2 separate regions of the Anser cygnoides genome follow, and region 1 is linked to region 2. The links are chromatin contacts, called in public Hi-C maps. All regions are on one chromosome and are shown on one strand. Each heading gives the region's core, a stretch centred on a gene start, on an enhancer-like site or on the middle of the called end of the contact. The rest is flanking DNA. Distances are from core to core; before and after follow the strand shown.

The links. A called contact is a pair of places that touch in the nucleus more often than the background predicts.
Region 1: a Hi-C map of liver shows a contact between it and region 2, with 3 times the contacts expected there. The contact joins the enhancer-like site here to the promoter of BORCS5 in region 2. A contact is called at or near these places in 2 of 7 Hi-C or Micro-C datasets (both in liver).

What each region holds. Positions count from the first base shown.
Region 1 is chr1:72,344,575-72,351,785 of Taihu_goose_T2T_genome, reverse strand. LRP6 (LDL receptor related protein 6) reads right to left here. Exons shown (of 23, transcript XM_013172840.3): 8 at 2,198-2,414; 9 at 266-555. Among named protein-coding and RNA genes, the nearest start is that of BCL2L14, 77 kb to the left of the region's middle. Within about 2 kb of position 4,210, at least 2 of the 3 cell types and tissues checked have open chromatin away from gene starts, as enhancers often do. A contact at or near this core is called in liver, where this site is marked.
Region 2 is chr1:72,256,839-72,264,031 of Taihu_goose_T2T_genome, reverse strand. It overlaps BORCS5 (BLOC-1 related complex subunit 5), which reads left to right and starts at 4,281. Exons shown (of 5, transcript XM_013172846.3): 1 at 4,281-4,629. The coding sequence starts at 4,337. LRP6 (LDL receptor related protein 6) reads right to left here and starts at 4,169. Exons shown (of 23, transcript XM_013172840.3): 1 at 3,831-4,169. The coding sequence starts at 3,885.

The DNA.
Region 1 (7,211 bases), core at 2,961-5,460, 88 kb before region 2:
CATTCTGCTCAGCTTTCTGCCAAAAAGCTTTATTTTTGCAAACTTCTCCTTTATATCAAAATGTACACATTAGATTTAAATTATTTGCATGAGAGAATACTGATAGTATAGTGAAAATATATGCCTTTCGTAGATAGGACCAGTTCTTCTACCTATCTCTTGAATCTTGTAAACCATACTTGTTAATCCATTCTTAACTATCTCAAGAATCTTACAGCAACTTTATAGCCAACACAGAATAACTGGAAATATCTTCCATCTCTACCTTCAATGAAATGTCAGTCCAGTATATTCGATTATCTGTCACATCAAAATCTAGAGCAGAAGCTTCTTTAACTCCAGTGAGTGGAATAGCAACATTGTTGTTGTTCGTTTCTAAAGAGATTCGTCTGATGTCTGCTCTCCGGGAAAACAGCAGGAAAGCCTCTGGGACAATGCAGGTCTTCATATCATTGATGAGCTCCAAGCCTATGGGGCAAGCGCAGCGAAGGCCTTGTGGTCTGTACAGACAAAGATGGCTGCAACCGCCATTATCCTCTGCACATGGGTTTGTACCTAAGCACGCAACAAAAGCAAAAGCAATCATTACGAACTGACTTCATTTGGAAGATGAAGTCATTCCTCACATCTATCAACAAATATGAGGCCTTTAAGAAATACATACAATTTTTCACCTTTTGTTCTCTGAATTAATTCATTCTTGTTTCCCCTAGTTCTTTGGAGGGATGTTACTCTACATGGCTGGAAAGCCTACACTTCTTTCCCTGATCCCATAGAACAAACCCAGCAATAGGGGATGGGACCCGGACTCCAACAACTGTAGGTGATCCCGATTAACAACACAAGCGCTGAAGGGAAGGGAAGTACATAAGAAAGCAAACAAAAGTTCTGTCACCTTTCACAGTACACTGGTCAAGTTACATACTGCAATTGTGTTCCTAGAGATGGAAAATTTTAAGATTATTTTCTTGTAGGTCCCCTTCCAGTGCCTAAAGTGGGTCTACAAGAAAGCTGCAAAGGGACTTTTTTCACAAGGGCATGTCGTGGTAGGCCAATGGGTAATGGTTTTAAAGTGGAAGATGGTAGATTTAGATATAAGGAAGAAATTCCTCACTCAGAGGGTGGTGAGGCACGAGAACAGGTTGCCCAGAGAAACTGTGGATGCCCCATCCCTGGAGATGTTCAAGGCAAGGTTGGATGAGGCCCTGGGCAACCTGCTCCTGTGGTGTCCTAGCCCATGGAAGGGTGGCTGGAACTAGATAGTCTTTAAGGTCCCTTCTAATCAAAGCCATTATACAATTTTCACATCCATTTAATGGCCTCTTTTCTCCAGGATGCTAGTAAAGCAGCTCTTTGCAATACTAAGATGTGTACTTGCACATGCTGGAAATCCACCCACCATTACCAAGCTCAGTTAGCCATACAGCTGAAAAGAGGGCTGTTTTTAAAACACATGTGCCTTTGGGCACTTTAACGTGGTAGTAGCAATGCAGATACATGTCAACTACATTTAACTAATTCTCTGGGATACAATCCAGACATGGCAGCAAGAAACTGCAAGCCCTACACATAAAGCAGGATATTCAGGGAATGTGATGAGTTTGGTGATGCCACAGCTCTGCTGCTACCAGTGTTTTGGAAGCCAATTTAAAGCTAGATCCTGCACGTTTATTCCATAGACACCACAGGACAAAAGTACTTCTAGTTATTTTTAAAGATGATTTTGCAGTATTCATATGAAAAGCACTTAGCAGTCTAACAGGCTCATTCTTAGATTTTGCAAACTGATGTTCAGATCGCAGGATGAAAATCTGCTACAGCTGCAGTTTCATAAACAGCTAGGCTAATCTAATAGCTGGCTGTTAAAAAGAGAAGTCCTCATTTTCCTTGATCCTTCTTCACTTCTTATTGGATCCAGGGTTGTCTCAAACCTATGAGATACTCCAATTACCTAAGCAGCAGAAAATTACCTATTTTTGGGGTGCTTGCTTGTTTTCCACCTTGTTATTCTGCCAAGTTAGAGAACTGAAGGACCTCACAAAATACCTACCCCATGCCATTGAACTGCAGTTATTAGGTGAAAAACTGTATTCTGCCCATTTCTAAAAATCTGACGTGGTATAAAGTGATACCCATAGAAGAGCACTGCTGAAATATCTTATTTTATTATACTAGCCTTATTTGCATTCTCACTCACCAATTATCTGGAGGACATTTGTAGCTTTGAGGCCCATTAGATCAGGCAGTTGATCTATGATGATCTCTCTTTCTGCTGTTCGTTTATGCACACGTTCAATACTGCGTCTTTGCCAGTCTGTCCAATAAACATAGTCTCCCAGCAATGTGAATCCAAAGATATGAGGCAGCTTGTCCTCCACCAGAACTCTTCTCCCAGTTCCATCAGCATTCATGACCTATGGATACACATAAACACAAACATTTCCATGTATACAGAATAATTCTGTTGCTATTTATCAGTGATTAATTACCTGCTCCTCATTTAGACCTTAAACTCCAAAATAATCTCCTACCCACTGAAGTGCTATCAATGTTACACAGCAATCTAATAAAACAAGACTAGTTTAACAGGTAGTTGTTTTAAAAGCCATGGAGGATCCCTTATGCATAGCCTTACATACTAAGGCTATTCTCATAAGCAGATCATAATGTGAAATAATAACACAACACTCCTTATATTTGCTTTATGAACTATATTATGTGTGCCTGTTACACATTGTCTCTCTCTTTCATTTCTGACTTACCTCTCTTGGCTCAGTTTTAAATGGGAGATGCTGTGTTTTACACGAATGAAGACAAGCTTACAATGTTAGGGAGTCCTAGCTCAGTATCTTGTAGTCCACAGTCCCTCCCAAATGAGCTTTGTCCAGGTTACAGATAGCAATAAGAGGAGGCCTCACAAATTCTGGGAGGCAAACAGGAAGATCTATAGAATCATACTCCCAAATCTAAACAAAGAACCAGTTTTACATTCTTCACAATTAAGTTCAGTGCTTTTTGTACTAGAAGGAACACTAATACTCTGTAAATAATTGCATGCCTTTGATCAAGACACTTGAATTCACTGTGTCATTTTCCTGTATTGCTAGAAAGAAGTAATACCTAACTTCCTCAAAGAGGCACCGAAAGGATTAATTAAACATAGGTATGCATGTTCAAGTGATCAAGTACCTTATGAATGCCAAGTATTATTATAAAAAGTGCCATATTGAAGTGAAGAGTTATATTTTGAGAAGCTTAAAAATGCTTCAGCACTGCAGTTTTATAGGATTACTAAGGAGGATATATAGAAAAGTTCCTTCTGAAGTATTTCTACTTGTTTTAATTTTATAGGAAACATTTTAGCATGCATGCATGTATACTACCCTTCAAAAAAAAAAAAAAAGGAAAAAGAAAAAAGAAAAAGAACCCCTTATTGTAAGAACTTCCCAAGGCAATGTGATTCACAAAATTCAAACCAAATATTCAAAGTAGCATACTAATCCCTGAAACATTAACACACTCTTCCAACATCCCGAGGATGTTCCAAGTTAAGGACTGAAAAAGGATGACTTACTAAACTGCTGTTTTCAGATCTCTCTCTTACCCTTACCTTGGTGGAATTGGGTAGTCATAGACAAGTCTGTATGATTACTCATTCTTCCCAAGGCTCAAATACAAAGACTTGTACAATAACAACCTTCAGGATCAATTGGCTTAATAACTTGGCTAGATGGATGATGTTTTGCGGCCAGGAGAATTTACTAGCATATAAGAAATTAGAAGGCTAGCTTGGAGAGCACCCCCCTACCTTTGCCTATCAGAGAACAGATGGGGAGTGAGGAAAGGAATAGAGAAACAGAAGTGGAACCCATACCTTTCTCTGCACATGGCATAATGTGCAGATTATTAAAATAAACTATTTTAAAGTTTACTTAAAAAGTGGAAGAAAATGTTATAAACTTCAGAATAATTAAATTCTGCCTTAAATCTGTGTTCTGTCAAACTTGTAGACGCTATTACATTTACTCTCTGTATGTTAGAATGGGAACCAAATCTTTATAAGCACAATTCCTACAGAAATATGAAAGAGGCTCTGCATGCTTGTTGGTTTGTAGGAATAAGCTCCATGTTGACTGTTTTAAAAAAGCTTATAATTACGTTGTGGAATTGGCTTACCAAAAAATCTTCGGTCTAGTAGTATATGCAGCAAACTTCTACACATGCACTAATGCACATGCTTCACAAAAAATAAGACAAGCATTACTTGGCGAAACTTTTTTTTCCTGTGTTCTCACTAAGATCCTTTTGAGAGTCAAGCACAGCACTTGGCAGCTTCACTTTGTACTAGGGTGCGTTTACCATCCTAAAGCTGCAACTTGTCCTTTACACTGATAACCAATTCCAAACACAGCTTTTCCTATCACAGATTGTTTAGCTGGGCTCAGAGCCCAGCATAATTGCCTAATTTCTGGACTTCCTTTGAAAACAAGCTCTGCTCTTCCATTTATTCTACTTCAGAAATTTTCAGCATCTGCTGGCTCTCTCTCATTTCCTAGCAGCATGCCTCCTGTGTTCTGTTTGGATAAATGAGGTTGCTAAACAACAGAGTAATGGTTAACTTTAGAACCAGGGACCCAGATTTAACATCCATAAGGTAACCCATAAGTTATGGTGCATAACCCCACTATCTCTTTAAGAAACCATCACTACCACCAAGCAAAACTGTTGATCCCCTTTACCTACCACCCCTTTCTAACCGCAACACACCTCTTAAATTTCTGGGATGACTTGTTTCCCCCTCCCCCTTAAACTACTGAGACAAGCCACTTGCTTGCAACTAATTAATATATGGCAATTAGTGCTTGCTAAGCAAACCAAACAGCTATGTGGAACTGATGGATGTTGCAAAGCTGACTGAAAACACAGTAATAACCAGCGAAATATCACTACCACAAAGCACTATCTTCAGCTACTACACTTTTTACCTTGTACTTATAAAAAGAATAAACTTCTGTATTTAGGGGGTGTTTAACTACCAGTTAAAAGAATTAGCTGGAAGGCATGTAGTGTGAGGTGAACTTTCTCTGGTAAACTTTAAATAAGCTTCATCTTATTCTGAAAGTCAGGAAAAGAGGCGAGAGGACTTAAATATTAACTATCTGCTTATATTAAATTTTTGTTTTGCCACATACAGGTTATTTTGAAAGCCAACTTTATGCCAGCTAGACCAAACAGATGCTTATGTGAAAATACTTACACATACCTGCTGCCCTTCTGTCACTGCAATCTTACCTGATATCACACATCTGTGTGATATTATTTGATATAAACATCTGTTCACTAGCAGCTGGGTATCACCATAGTAATTTTTTCATGGCACCACGCTGTCTACACTCACTTTGACTGTATTTTAGGAGAACTGAATAGAATCTCATCAATAGGATACAGAACCAAACAGCCTGGTGTAAGGCAGACGGAAAGTGACAAGGGATATAGGGATGACACATAAAACAAACATATATAATAAATGACACAAATAAAAAGACACAATCAGTAATCAATGCATTCCAAAGAAGTTCAGCACAATCTTCCTATGGACTGAAAATCAGGTGACAACCAAGTCCCAGCTGATACTGCTTTATGTATTCATTCCCTTTCTCTGGCCCAGATGGATCAGTTGACTACAGTGAAGCATAGCACCACTGAATCCCCCTGTGAGAAACCCACCTTCTACTGTGAGGCAGTGCCTCCAGTGGTTTATGCTGCTGTAACCACAATGTGGTGTGGGTTTCACATTCTGAATACTGCAAACCACAGTGAGAATATAGACTACAACAGGAAACAGATGTGGCATAACCACAAACACTACCTTTACTGAAAGAGTGAGAAGCTCCACAAAAAAAGTTAAACGAAGTACAAAAATTAAACAGCCTCAGAAAAATGTCAAACAGCCTGCTTGTAGGATAAGAGTTTTGTTTATCCTAGAACAATAATGAATACAAACCTATGGCCTCAAGAATGCAACATATTCAGATAGATGAATTGGTGCTGAAAACGTGGTCATATTTTAAGATGCTGTATTTAACAGTCAATACTAACGATAAAAAATCTTTGAAGCATTGTTTCTATATTAAAGCTACAGACTGGATTGCAAAGCGGTATTTTCTAAGGGTCTTTCTTGCTGCCAGATACCCTGGATTCAATTCACTCTTGAATGCTAGTAGTAACTGTGATAAATAGGCTAATGCAGTGAATTTGCCTTTCTAATAATCTGGGGTTTGAACGTTTGGTAATTTACATATGTTACTTGATTAGTTTAAGTCTAGATCTCAATCATTACACCTGCCTCATCTGTGAAAATAATATTCAGCTCTGGTTAGAGCTAATGCGGGAGCCCTGGCAAAGCTGCACAGGGCTCCAAACAAGACCAGCAGCCTGTGCTCAGGGCTAGCAGACCAAGGCCAGTTGTAGGGGAGGCTAGGCAGAGGCACACCACCTCATATCCACAGTACTGAGGGGATGCTAAAAACAGAAACTGTCTTGTTCCTATTAGGCCATACTTAGATCAACATCAAGCACAACAGCCCAAGCCTACAAGGTGCTAGACAGCTTCAGTATCGACAGCTCCAGAAGAAGAAGACAGCATGCAGGCTCTAGAAAGAGCACACTTTCCGATACAAATCTGGGAGACTATTAGACAAAGCTGATAGGATTTACTCATAATTAACCCAGTTCCATAAGCAGGGTGAGAGTGTGCAAACTGTTGTCTTTCACCTTAATTCATGAGTACAGTTTAATTTTGGGTGTACTTATAAATAATCAGGAAGCATTTAAATACCGTGCATACTATGTGCTCTCTCAGGATGTTTTGAATAGAAGAAGCCAATAATCAAAAAACAATTTACAAACAATAACTGGTACCACTGTATCTTCAAAAAATGAAAGATCACCTACAAGAATATAGAGTTAACCTTACAGCATTAAAAAAAAAAAAGAAACCATTTCCTTATGTGAAGGAAATATCGGGGGGGGGGGGGGGGGGGGCATAAAGGGGAGGGGGGGAAAGATGGACGACTCTTCCTGAGTAGACCTTAAAATCTCAAGTCACTTTAATGGAAAGTTGTGTTTCCTGCAATAGTTTGGAAGAGCAGAAACAGATCAGAAAGCATTACCACCTTCACAATTTCAGCATGGGTCTTGTTAATGCATTC
Region 2 (7,193 bases), core at 3,032-5,531:
ATCTGTGCTCTACTTGATTTGAACTAAAAAGTAAATCCCATATTATATGCACTGTGGCAGATATTTTGAAGCTGGCATTTTTGAGATGCGACATCATCATAAAGGTGGATTACATATGTCCAAAGGAATCAGATTTCTTCAGCTCCCAAAGACAGAGTTTAAAAGGTTCTTACGCCCCAGCTCCTGACCTATCTTCCTCCAAAAAAAAAAGCCTCTACCCATTCTACAACTTCCAGCCAAATTCCCTCATTATCTGGAACTCTGGAAGTGCAGATGTTATCAATTCATAAGAGAAAAAAGGAAACCTGATTAATGCTCCTCTAACCGGTATTGCTGGGAAACATGAGCAAAGATTTTCACCTAAATATCTCTATAGAATTCCACCGAAGGATACAAGAAGCCCATCATCTTTACCCTGTGAGCACACACCTGTGAGCAGATATACACAGCTTCATCAATATACCCATAACTTCCTCACATTTTCAGTGCACCTTGCCATAAACAACTACTTCACCTTACCTCCCAGGCATAGAAAAAAAATCCACCATGCTTTCCGTCTTCATTTTTCAGTGAAAAATTATAAAAATAAAAAGCTAAAGCAATCTGATGATAGTGAGCTATCACAGAGATGCAACTGCAAAAACTATTAAAGTAATGGTGGATTTTATAACACCTTAGATCACACTAATTTTAGACTGCTCTACGGAGAGATGAAAGAGGAAAATGCATTGGAAACCACAGCAGACAAAGTTGTGCTGATTTCTGAGGAATCATACAATGGAAAAACATGACAAGAATATGGTCTATTCAAGCTTGGGTGGAGAAATACATCATGGTGATGACAAAAAAATAAAAGAAGATATTTCAAAGTCATTTTGTCAAAATGTAAGTATTGTCTAGTCTTAGGTCAAGAGACCTTTAGCCTGGAAGGTAAAAAGGTAGCTCCAGATTAAACCCCATACTTCATCTCCAGCCTGTCTGCTTCAGAAGTAAAAAGCCTGGTCCCATTTCTGGACTTTTGGTAGAAAAATGCATACAAATACCCTAGTCACAGCTTAACAAGTCTTGAACATTAAGCTCCTCTAAACTGCATACAAATGAGACCATCTAAAAAAGACACACATAAAAAAAAAAAAGGCAAAGATGTTCTGCTTATCAAAAGCAAGTTACTAATAACAACAGATTCAGACAAACTCTCTTCTGAACACATAAGAAAAGAAGGGGTTTTAAAATGCCCATTACCAAACAGCCATTTTCATTTCTTCACTAACTGACCTTAAGCCCAGAGGTCTGCAACATTCAGTAAGTCTGCACAAACATCATTTATAAGACCCCTATTCAAACAAGAGCTTTGTGCATGTTCTGCATGATTAGGGTTTAAAAAACAAAACAACAGCAACTGCATGCTGACTGGAGAGTTATTTCTGTAGGAAAAGTAAGCCAAGAATACTTGTGAAGGCAGAACTACCTCTTTAACACTTTTTAATAAGTTGAAACCTGTTTCACAGATCTCTGTAGCTCCCTGACAGATGTGATGCCACTGCTGTTGCCTCTCTGCAACTGCCAGCTACCTCTACCAGGAACTGCATTGGTTTCACAGCTGCCATGAAGAACATGCAGCTGCCACAAAGCAGGTCTTGCTCCTTCCCCCCGGTACCCCCGGGGAATGGCTTCAAGAAGCACTTGGGACCAGGAGAGGAGCACAACAGCTGGGCTGCGGTGTGGTTCAGGGTGTTCCAGGAAAGCAACCCCTTCCTCCCATCAGCCACAATATGAGGGGGGGAGGGGGGGGGAGGGGAACACAAACAAAAACCCAAGCACACAAAACCTCCACAGCTGGCTGTCATGACAGTAACCCCCCCACCTCCTACAAATCTAAATACCTGCCCTTGAAATGTCAGTAGGGTCTGGCTTATCACAGTCCTCCGAGGTGTTTCTGTCTCTGGCTAGTAACAGCCCGGTACTTCAAGCCTGTACTAGTTAACGGGGTGCTGCACTTCCATGCTACCAATTTTATTCCTTTCCTGCTTGGTAAACCAGCCTACCGTAGTTTCCTTACACTAATAATCATGGCTCAGTTGTAAACCTCTGTCCGTTTGTGTTGTGTTGGTGGTTTAGTTTGTTGCTTTAAGCCAGTGAGAACAGGGAAGCGAGTTCTCTAAGCAGAGAGGATGCTGTAGCCCACCCGTATACCAGTTTCTGAGTTTCAGTCTCCAATACTGTTGGCTTGGCACCCCTCACAGCACTGAATTCACAAACCAAACAGCAGACTTCGTAACTTTACCTCTACTTCCACGTATAAATGTATTCATACTGATACTGGCACTGCCTCTGCCTCATTAAGGAACTGCTGACACCTCTTATGAACTCAACACATCTCGTTTGAACCAATTCTACCTGCACAGATTGTTTACTAGGGAGGACGTATGCATTAAAATTTGATTTGTTTGTTTCTTCAGAGTTCATCTGTTCCTGTTGTTTATATCTACATAAAGTAATAATAACAATCAGGGAATTAATATTATGCCACAAATAGAAGATTATGACTCCAGGGAGGTAATCAAACAACAGGAACACATGAACACAGAAGAAAGAGAAGTGCCGTTTGGATACAAGTGTCCTTGGCAATTGACAAAGGTGAGAGAGGAGAAGAGATAACAGCCTAAACGGTTTATAAACTGAATGTTTCTTCAAAGTTTCTTCTTAAGCATCATCAGGTATGCAAAAAACTTCGGTAGGACATCACTAGCTTGAGATTAATTTGAAGAAGTGACTGTGACCATGCTGATACTGCGTGACAATATGCATCCCAATGATTTCTATGCTGTCATTTGGACTGCGTTAAATGGCAAGTGAGAGCCAAACGAATGGTTTATTAGGACCAGGTATGATCGTGACATAATAAAATGAACTAATCAGGAAACAATTCCTCTCCATGCTCTGTATCCAACTTTACTTTTGAAAATTGAGGTTTCGCTGCCACAATAGGAATACAAAATGTGACGCAGTCCATTTAAATAAGTATACTTGTATCTTCACAAACAGGATACAATATGGCAAACAGATGCATAGAAGAAAAAAAAAAGGGGGGGGGGGTATGGAGGAGTGGAAAATTTTTGTTTTCCAGAGTGCCGAGCAACTGGCTACTGAGCAGTTCCTTCAGCCTAAGCCACCTTTACTCTGGCTTTTATCGAAACTCACGGATGTCGATGACAGACTAATTTTCGACATTAAAGTGCAGTTGACTAACTATTAGCAGTTAACCTCTTCCCTCATCTAGGGAAAAACATAAGGGCAAGAGGATGGATGCAACCACCACAGGTGACTTCTCCCCAGCAGGAGCCAGCACGGACCCTGTCGCTGAGTTCAGCGCGTTCTCCAAGGGCGCCTCGGCTGTCTCCCCACGAAATCCCACAGACCAAGAAACCGCCTTGGAGAGGGGGGGTGGAACAACGATTTCCCGGGGTGCCCCCAGTGACACCCCCCGGAGCTACTCGGGGGCCTCTGCGCAGCCCCGCGAGCGTTGATCGCGACCCAGCAAACTTCTCCGGGGTCCCGGCAGCGACAGGAGGAAAATCATTTCTCCTGCGGCCGGCGCGGCGATGCTGGCGTGACATTTGCGGTTTTTTGTTTATTTTATTTTAATTTATTTTTATTTTATTTTAAGTTAGAGGAGACAACAATGCCGGGAGGGGTGCGGAGCACTGCCCCCGCAGCGGGCCCCGCCAGGCCGCTCCCCTCCCGCACGGGCAAACATGGCCCCTCGCAGCACAGCCGTCAACTTTTCCCCTGCCTCCTCCTCCTCCTCCTCCTCCCGCCTCCCCGCTCACCTCTCATCAGGGAACAAAAACTGCAGGCAAGCAGGCTGCGCAGGACGGCCCCCATCTTCCCTCGCTCCGCGCTCTCACCGGCGGGGCGGCGGCGAGGAGCAGCACCCCCGCTGCCCGTTCATGCTTCCCGGCCGGCGGGGAGAGGAGGAGGAGGAGGAGGAAGAAGAGAAGGAGGAAGGCCGGGGCAGCGAGGCACCCCCTAGCAGGCCGCTCGCCCCGCCGCGCCGCCGCTCTCCCCCATGCCGGCCGCCGCCTGGCCGCGGCCGTTCGCCATCCACCCCCCGAGCCCGAGCCCGAGCGCTCCCCGCGGCTCCTCCGGGCGCGCACAGGCGCAGGGATACAGCCTCCTCCTCCTCCTCCTCCTCCTCCTCCTCCTCTTCCTCCTCCCCCGGCCGCCGCGCCCCGCTCCCCGAGCAGCGCCCGCCTCCCCGGGCACGGAGGGAGGGACGGCTGGAAGGAGGGACGGACGGAAGGAGGGACAGAAGGAGGGAGGGACGGACGGACGGATGGGATGGAGGGAGAGAGGGAGGGATGCCAGCGCCGCCCACTGCCCGCTCGCTCCCCCCCAGCGCACGCACACGGCCGCGGCGGGGCCCTCCGTGCCCGCGGGGGGCAGAGGGGGTCGGCCCAAATTCCTGCGGGGCTACCGCACGCGTGGGGCTCCCCGCCTTTTCTCTCCCTCCACGCCGTTTTTAGGGAGCAGCGCGGCTCGGAGAGACGCCGGCCCGGCAGGGACGGGACTACTTTCGGGCACGGAGCGGCGGCACAAAGGCGGCAGCTCCTCCTCCTCCTCCTCCAGGTGAAGGCCGTCCCTCTCCTGCTGCCCCCTCCCGCACGCCCGTTTCTTAGCGAAACGAGCAGCGAGCGCACCGCAAACTGCGGGACGTGGCCACACAGCCCCGCTTGCAAAAAGGCGTCCCTCTCCTGCCTTGTGCGCCACGGGAAACAATCGCAGCTTCCTTGAATTTCCTCCCGTTTTTTCCTCCCCTAACCCGTTTTCCTGAACCTGCTTCAGGAGTTTTCCAAGGAAACACAGTTTCCTCCGGTTTTCCAGACCTGCTTCGGGGAGGTTTCTCCAAGGAAAACCCACTTTCTGCAAGGAAAACCCAAGTCTGAATGTGCACGGCTCCCTCCCAGCCTGTTGCAGCCCTTTGCTGGGGTGATGCTGTGAGGCAGAATGACTTGAAGCAAAATTTGAAGTCCTTGCCCCCAGAAGTCTGTATTGTTCTCAAGGTTATTAGAAACTTATGGAAATGTTTAACTTTTAATTTCGTATCTGTTGAACATGTATTTTCGTAGCTTTTCTTATGATTACAGTAGGAGATAACATCTGGGCCAGATTAAAAGCCCAGGCATCGTAGACTGACTCTAACATCAGGCTCCTGCAGTCATGTGATAATATCAGACTTTCAGCTTTTACTAGGGGGAAAAAAAAAAAAAAAAAAAAAAAAAAAAGCAGTCAAAACTTTTTACATAAAGAAATATATATCCAACCTTCAAGGTTGTTTACTTTTTTTTTTTTTTTTTTTTTAACAACTCAAAAGCAATACCTGCCTAGGGGCAGGTCTGCATTACCAAACGTTGTCCTTGACCCTCTCCCGGATGAAATAGCCTCCCCTTTTACTGCCATGTCAGCCGGGGAGATAAGCAAGCTCAAGCAAGATCCACGTGGATGGTGGAGGGCAAGGGCTTCCCCTGAGCAAATGTACCAGAAAGTAGATAAACCTCATCTTCCCCGTGTCATCACAACCAGCTTTGCAGGGACAGTCAGAAGGAGCACAACATTCAATTTATTTTCACTGATTAGAATCAGAGAGAAATAAAAGGAGGATTTTTTTTTTCCTTATGGTACATGCTCATAATTTTGTATGATCAGTGATTAACCTCTTCTGGAGTATTGTGAGTCTATCGTGAATTCTTCATATCTTAATAATGTAATGCACAGCTGAGGAAAACCTCAAGCCTGAACCTCTGAATCACACAACACATTTCTCTACATGCTGTTCCCCTAGCATCTTATCATTTTTTGGCTGGAAACACGCTGGTGTCTCGACTGTCTCCCTTGGGAGCCTGATCCCCTGCCTATTTGCTCTAACATCTTCCCTGCAGTCCAAGCTGGCTGGTTTTATTTTTAGCTTTCAGACATTATATGCTGTCACCCCTTATGCTGGTGCATTTCACCGTTTTCCTATAATTCAAGCCTTTTCCTTTCCTGATAGGATTTCCTCTAAGTCATTTAATGATTAGTGGCTTCACTTGCCTCTGCCTATCCCTTTTCTCCACACCCTTCCTAGAGACAGTCCTCATCTCTCTACTCAAGCCTAGGTAGCTTTTTTTAAACCCATTTTCTATTCAATGCTTTGGATTCAAGACCAAACCTCTGTTCTAACTGCTTCTTGGCTTTGATTCTAGTTCATACACATAGATTTAACTCAGTCATAGCAATTTTTACAAAGAGGAGGCAAGAAGAGAAAACACAGAGAAAAGCCTCTGATAGGCGGGGTTTCTCTGAAATGATTATGCTGCTTATATGAGTTTAAAGTCAGAATGAAGTAAATGAGAGTAGAGAGGGAATGTTTCTTCTGTTGGAGCGAGAAGCTCGTCTTGTTGGGTACGATCATTTTTATTGACCTTATGAACAGAAATCTTCGTTTGCTGGTTTGAATCCCATCAAAGGCTTCCACTGTTGAGAAGTCTACACAGCCTTCCCCCCAGACTTGGATGGTGATTCAGTGATACCAAAGCTTTCACATAGGTTTCTTTATGCTCAGGTTATTTCCCTGTTTTGGTTCCTAATGCGGCCTCACAAGCAGTTCTGTCAGGCACAGAGGACAGCAAGGAGCAGCAGCTGGGGCTCCTGGAACCAGTAGCAACAGCCGAGGTCTCTGCATCTTTGAACGGTGCCCTGGGTTCCAGGGAAGTCAGTGGGATCCTTTGTAGGACTGGGACTAAAGTCTCTAATGAGCAAAAGCTGCTAAGATGGCTGCTCAGCAAATGAATTTGTGGCTGCCCACATCACAGAAACCACTATCATAATTAGCTCTCTCACTGAATGTCTCAACAAGAATGAATGGGCATGGCGTGGTGAAATCCTGGTCCCTCTGAAGTCGATGGCAAAACTCTCACTGACTTCAAAAGGGCACAGATTCATACTGAAACTCTAGCTCAAGTTCTCTCTTGCCCCCAGCAGGAAAGACTGCAGCAAAGTAGTTTAGGAAATGGGACATGACGTAGTGACGACTTCGCCAGTGTTGTCTGCTAAAACCATTTTGCAGATATAATAAGACACCCTGACTCCCAGGATCATCGCCTTGCCATTTCGCTTAGGTCGTACAGTTGATATTCATAAACAAAAGTACTTCA